Regions from separate parts of the Mus musculus genome. Here region 1 is linked to region 2. Evidence: chromatin contacts called from public promoter capture Hi-C data. All regions are on one chromosome and are shown on one strand. The core of a region is the stretch at or near the end of the contact, and the rest is flanking DNA. Distances in the headings are between cores, read along the strand shown. Region 1 overlaps Oprd1 (opioid receptor, delta 1). Region 2 overlaps Epb41 (erythrocyte membrane protein band 4.1).

What was found. Capture Hi-C pulls out chosen DNA fragments and counts their contacts.
Region 1: a promoter capture Hi-C map of pancreatic islet shows a contact between it and region 2. The contact joins two enhancer-like sites. A contact is called at or near these places in 2 of 15 datasets of contacts at CTCF or cohesin (CD8 T cells and stem cell-derived epiblast-like cells), 1 of 484 Hi-C or Micro-C datasets (bone marrow-derived macrophages), 3 of 115 datasets of contacts at active chromatin or transcription factors (the HPC-7 cell line and embryonic stem cells) and 3 of 9 other capture datasets (adipose tissue, liver and pancreatic islet).

What each region holds. Positions count from the first base shown.
Region 1 is chr4:132,112,205-132,115,545 of GRCm38.p6, reverse strand. Oprd1 (opioid receptor, delta 1) reads left to right here. Exons shown (of 3, transcript NM_013622.3): 3 at 1,478-3,341. The coding sequence ends at 2,019. Among named protein-coding and RNA genes, the nearest start is that of n-TAcgc3, 11 kb to the left of the region's middle. Within about 2 kb of position 2,020, at least 19 of the 459 cell types and tissues checked have an H3K27ac peak or open chromatin away from gene starts, as enhancers often do. A contact at or near this core is called in pancreatic islet, where this site is marked.
Region 2 is chr4:131,969,011-131,972,146 of GRCm38.p6, reverse strand. The region is part of intron 11 of Epb41 (erythrocyte membrane protein band 4.1); the gene reads left to right. Among named protein-coding and RNA genes, the nearest start is that of Tmem200b, 49 kb to the right of the region's middle. Within about 2 kb of position 1,771, at least 4 of the 459 cell types and tissues checked have an H3K27ac peak or open chromatin away from gene starts, as enhancers often do. A contact at or near this core is called in pancreatic islet, where this site is marked.

The DNA of each region.
Region 1 (3,341 bases), core at 771-3,270, 140 kb before region 2:
AGCATCCCTGGGCCAGCTCCCAGCCGGCATCAGAGCCCTACAATGTCCTCTGAGATGCTCTTCTGGTCCAAGCTCTTCTTCCTTTTCCTACAGGGTTGGCTGTTGGGAAGGGCTTTGGTTTTTTTACTTTACTTTTGGATATAGTCTCAACATGTAATTTTGTCTAGCCTTACACTTAAGAATCTCCTACCTTTGTCTCCTGAGTGATGGGATTATAGATGTGTGCCACCTCACCTGGTCCAAAGTTGTTCTCTACATTAACTGATATCGGCCTGAGATGCAGGCCCTAGCCCTGACCTCTAGGCTCCAATATGTATCTGCTTCTCTTTCCTGTGAGTACGTCAACCGTTTGAGCCCCACTGAGCTAAACACCTTATGTATCTGAGTCTATTTCACAACTGTCTTAAGAAATGTCCTTCGGGCAGGTAGGGCTGGCTACATGGCTCAGACGTGCTTGCCACCAAGCCTGACAGTCTTGAGTTTGATCTCTGGAACAGGAATGGTTGGAGGAGAGAATGGACAACTGTATATTGTCCTTTAACCTTCACATGCATGTGTGGTACACACACACAGACAGACAGACAGACACAGACAGATAGACAGACAGACAGACAGACAGACACACACACACACACTCGACAAATCTAAATGTAACTAAAGAAACGTGGTTAGACTATTAGCCTCACCATAAGGAAATTTGAAGATGGTAATTTGCCCAAGACCACACACTTGGGCTGGAGTCAGACTTTCTCCTTCTCCTCTTCTTCCTTCTCGTTCTCCTTCTCCTCCTCTTCCTCCTCCTCTCCTTCCTTCTTCTTTCTTACCTCCTCTTCTCCTTCTCCTCTTCTTCCTCCTCTTCCTCCTCCTTCCTCCCCCTCCTCCTTGCTCCTCCTCCTTCCTCCTCTTCCTCCTTCCTCCCCCTCCTCCTCCTCCTCCTCCCCCTCCTCCTCCTTCTCCTAGCCTAGAAGTTAATGTAGTCAAAGATGACCTTGAACTTCTGCTCCTCCTTGCCTCCATCTCTGGAGTGCTTAGGGTACATGTGCCATCAGGCCCAGGTTTATACAGTACTGAGAATTGAACACAGGGACACTCTATCTGACACTCTGGCGATATTTAAATTATATTGACAGCCCTAGTCCACTGTTTAAATCAATCGATCCACTGGAGCAATTCTAGAAATGGGTGGGGGGTCTGTTGAGTTTACACACAATGACTGCCATTACCGGGTCAGGATAAATTATTACTGCCATTCATGGACATAAAGGCTTACAAAGGACCTGCGAGAGGACACAGAAGGGGACCTCCCAGATGAGGACCAATTCTGGGGTCTTTAAGCATAAGACGGAGTTCACCAAGTAAAGGGACATATTAGACATCAGAATCTCAACCCAGCTAGTCATTTTGAAAGAGGACAAGCAGACAGCGCCCCTTAGCCACACAGACCTCTGATCCCCGTCTTTTGTTTCCCCGGACTCAGATGGTGCAGTGGTATGCATGCTCCAGTTCCCCAGTCCCAGCTGGTACTGGGACACTGTGACCAAGATCTGCGTGTTCCTCTTTGCCTTCGTGGTGCCGATCCTCATCATCACGGTGTGCTATGGCCTCATGCTACTGCGCCTGCGCAGCGTGCGTCTGCTGTCCGGTTCCAAGGAGAAGGACCGCAGCCTGCGGCGCATCACGCGCATGGTGCTGGTGGTGGTGGGCGCCTTCGTGGTGTGCTGGGCGCCCATCCACATCTTCGTCATCGTCTGGACGCTGGTGGACATCAATCGGCGCGACCCACTTGTGGTGGCCGCACTGCACCTGTGCATTGCGCTGGGCTACGCCAACAGCAGCCTCAACCCGGTTCTCTACGCCTTCCTGGACGAGAACTTCAAGCGCTGCTTCCGCCAGCTCTGTCGCACGCCCTGCGGCCGCCAAGAACCCGGCAGTCTCCGTCGTCCCCGCCAGGCCACCACGCGTGAGCGTGTCACTGCCTGCACCCCCTCCGACGGCCCGGGCGGTGGCGCTGCCGCCTGACCTACCCGACCTTCCCCTTAAACGCCCCTCCCAAGTGAAGTGATCCAGAGGCCACACCGAGCTCCCTGGGAGGCTGTGGCCACCACCAGGACAGCTAGAATTGGGCCTGCACAGAGGGGAGGCCTCCTGTGGGGACGGGGCCTGAGGGATCAAAGGCTCCAGGTTGGAACGGTGGGGGTGAGGAAGCAGAGCTGGTGATTCCTAAACTGTATCCATTAGTAAGGCCTCTCCAATGGGACAGAGCCTCCGCCTTGAGATAACATCGGGTTCTGGCCTTTTTGAACACCCAGCTCCAGTCCAAGACCCAAGGATTCCAGCTCCAGGAACCAGGAGGGGCAGTGATGGGGTCGATGATTTGGTTTGGCTGAGAGTCCCAGCATTTGTGTTATGGGGAGGATCTCTCATCTTAGAGAAGATAAGGGGACAGGGCATTCAGGCAAGGCAGCTTGGGGTTTGGTCAGGAGATAAGCGCCCCCTTCCCTTGGGGGGAGGATAAGTGGGGGATGGTCAACGTTGGAGAAGAGTCAAAGTTCTCACCACCTTTCTAACTACTCAGCTAAACTCGTTGAGGCTAGGGCCAACGTGACTTCTCTGTAGAGAGGATACAAGCCGGGCCTGATGGGGCAGGCCTGTGTAATCCCAGTCATAGTGGAGGCTGAGGCTGGAAAATTAAGGACCAACAGCCTGGGCAATTTAGTGTCTCAAAATAAAATGTAAAGAGGGCTGGGAATGTAGCTCAGTGGTAGGGTGTTTGTGTGAGGCTCTGGGATCAATAAGACAAAACAACCAACCAACCAAAAACCTTCCAAACAACAAAACCAACCCTCAAACCAAAAAACTATGTGGGTGTCTCTGAGTCTGGTTTGAAGAGAACCCGCAGCCCTGTATCCCTGTGGGGCTGTGGACAGTGGGCAGAAGCAGAGGCTCCCTGGATCCTGAACAAGGGCCCCAAAAGCAAGTTCTAAAGGGACCCCTGAAACCGAGTAAGCCTTTGTGTCAAGAAGTGGGAGTAGAACCAGAAAGGTGGCTGAGTGATTAAGGGCACGTGACTCTCTTGCAGAGGACATAGGTTCGATTCCCAGCACCCACATAGTGGCTCACAGCCATCTGTAACCCCAGTCGCAGTCAATCTAATGCTTTCCAACAACTGTGGGCACCAGACATGAACATGGTACACATACATACATATATACATACATACAGGTGAAACACTCAGACACATAAAATAAATCTTCTTTTAAAAGTGGTGGCACATGCCTTTAATCCCAGCACCTGGGAGGCAGAGGCCAGCCTGGTCTACATAGTGAGTTCCAGGATGCTCA
Region 2 (3,136 bases), core at 522-3,021:
TTCATTAAGCACTTAGTATGTTCTAGGTGTTACTCTAAGCCAGCGGTGCTCACCCTTCCCAGTGCTGGGATCCTTCAATACAGTTCCCCATGCAGTGACCCCACCATGGAATTATTTCTGTTGCTACTTCATATCTGTAATTCTGCTACTGCTGTGAATCATAATGTAAGTAGTTCTGGAGATAGAACTTTGCCAAAGGAGTTGCTGCCCACAGGTTGGGAACCACTGCTCTAAGCAGTTAATGAGTTTTCCTACTGGGTTCGTGCCGCTTTCCTCTGGTTTTGATGTCTGTCATATTGGTGCATGTGTGGGGGTGAGCAGGTATGGCTGCTTATGCAGTAGCACGTATGTGGACATCAGAAGGCTGTTGCTGTGCACACGAGCATCTGAGAATTCTGTCTGTTTCCAGGGAAACATGAGTGCATGTCAGTGAGTGCACATGGAGGCCAGAGGTTGACATCAAGTGTTTCTATGATAACATTCCAGCTATGTTTTTGAGACAGGGTCACTCTCTGAACCTGGAGCTCGCCAGTGTGCTAGGTTGGCTTGCCAGAAAGCTGCAGGGATCTGCTCGCCAACCCACAGCTAAGTTCACAGACATAGACGTAGCTAGTGCACGGGGCTGATAATCTGAAATCAGGTCTTATACTTGCCCACAAGCACATTACCAGCTGAGTCACTTTCCCAGCCCACGCTGAAACACCTTAAATACAAATCACTAATGTACTAATAAACATTTAATTACTTCAAATGGGCAAATTGTACAATATATAAATTATATCACAGTAAAGTTGTTGAAAACATAAAACAGCGCTGACCATATTTATTGTGATCTGTAGTTTGTAGCCTCCTTACTGCAAAACTGAAGGGAATTTGCTTTTCTCCAGGGCTCCTAAGTGGTATCCTTCCGTTGAGTTATATGTCACTGTGTACATAATTAATATTTTTAAAGATTTATTTATTTCATGTATGTGAGCACACTGTTGCTCTCTTCAAACACACCAGAAGAGGGCATCGGACCCCATTACAGATGGTTGTGAACTACCATGTGGTTGCTGGGATTTGAACTCAGGACCTCTGGAAGAGCAGTCAGAGCTCTTAACCACTGAGCCATCTCTCCAACCTGAATAATTGATTTTGCCCAACATATTCTTGAAATAGTATTAGCTCATAGCAAAATAAGTAGAAGGACTGAAGTATATGGTGTTAGAAGTTACTGATATTTAGAATTAAGTATTTTTCTTCCTGTTGAGTATTCTCTCCCTGGCTCCCCTACAGTTGGCATCATTCACATTCCACAGGAAACTCAGGTCTCTTCCTGGCACCACCATGTGAGGCGAGGGCTCATGTGAGGGTCACTTTTGTCTGGCTTGTTTCTTACTACTTTTCCTAGTGGGGGATGGTCATTATAGCTGGTATTTTCCAGTTTGTGAACTATGACCACTTCTGCATCTAGTCATTAGTTTTTATATTTGTATCTACTTTCCCATGCACAATAGGAATGCTGAAGACATAAATCATTTGGCTCTGCAGTATTAGTATTGGATTAGAACCAAATTCATGTAGCAAGATAACACATGGTGAAAGCGAGGGCTATGTGTCTATGATTTCAGGCAGAGTTGAATTAATTTTTTGAGAGGAGGTGTGAATACACATGTAATCCGAGGCATTAACACAACTGTGAGAAAAATATTTTGTCAGTTCCCTTGTTTTGTTAGGCTTGCTCTACCATCTGCCACTCTTGGGTTGACTAGCAGAGAGCACCCATTAGCAACAGGGACTCGCAAGCGGCCACAGATCTGTCATTGCGAGATGAGACAGGCTCAACGGTTCTGTTATTCTTTTGCTAGGCATCCTCTGAGAAGTCTTTCTCTGGAGATCATTGCAGGATAGTAAGCATTTCTTTCGTGGTGTCATTTGTATAACATAGATGTAACTTTCTATTTGTCAGTCTGTTCTGGCTTAAGGAATTCCTTTGCTTTGCTTTATTTTTTTTATAAATATAAATGTATCAGAATAAATTATGTTCAGTAGTCTGAAGAAAGTACATAATAAAGTTGTATGCTTCCATAAAAGAGTATTCAAATCTAATAAAAGTCTCAGTACAAGAAAGAATGAGGGCCTGTTATCTGAATGTCTCAATCAGAGCCCTGGAGATGGCGCCGTGGGTGAAGGTGCTTGGCACATAAAGCTGAGAGCTTGGGTTCAATCCCTGACCCCAAAGTGAAAGGAAAGACTCAATTGCCCTGGGTTACCCTCTGACCTCTACACACATGCTGTGACGTGTGTGCGTGCCCCCACACCCCACCAACATGCACACAAGGAGACAGATAGATAACTAACAATTAAATACAATTTTAAAATGAAGTATTAAAGTAAATGTGATGGGACATACTTACCTTTAATCCCAACATTTAAAAAAAAGATTTATTATTTATTTATTTATTGTATATGAGTGCGCTGTAGCTGTCTTCAGACACACCAGAAGAGGGCGTCAGATCTCATTACAGATGGTTGTGAGCCACCATTTGGTTGCTGGGAATTGAACTCAGGGCCTTTAGAAGAGCAGCCAGTACTCTTAACCTCTGAGACATCTCTCCAGCCCCCTAATCCTAGCATTTATGAAATAAAGGCAGGCAGATATCTGAGAGTTCAAGGCCAACCTGATCTACATGCTAAGTTCCAGAACAGCCAGGGATATGTAGAGAAAAATCCTCTCTCAAACAAAAAAACAAAGGTTTAGTTTTGACATTAAACTTGAGTAAGCTTTACTACAAAATGTATGGACATTTTCTTTTTTTACCCTGGAAGTAAAGAACAAAGATTAAAAACTAAAGATAATGACTGTTTCTTGTTTTATTTTGTGATATTGGGGGTGGAGCCCAGGGCCTCCTGCCTGCAGGGCAAGCAGTCTGTCACTGAGCTATAGCTCCACTCTCTATTTTGAATTAAGTTACCTAAAGCAGATGCCAAGTAGTTCCAATCCAAGTCACAGTTAATGAAGTGCAGAGGATTTTATAGTCAGCCTGTACAGTGTCTTTTCTCCAGAGCGGCCCAGGCAGGCTTCTCTCCTCAGCCTCTGCTGCCTTTGCCTCTGTGCACTAGGTGTCAGCATCTCCTTTCTCTGTCTGCCCCA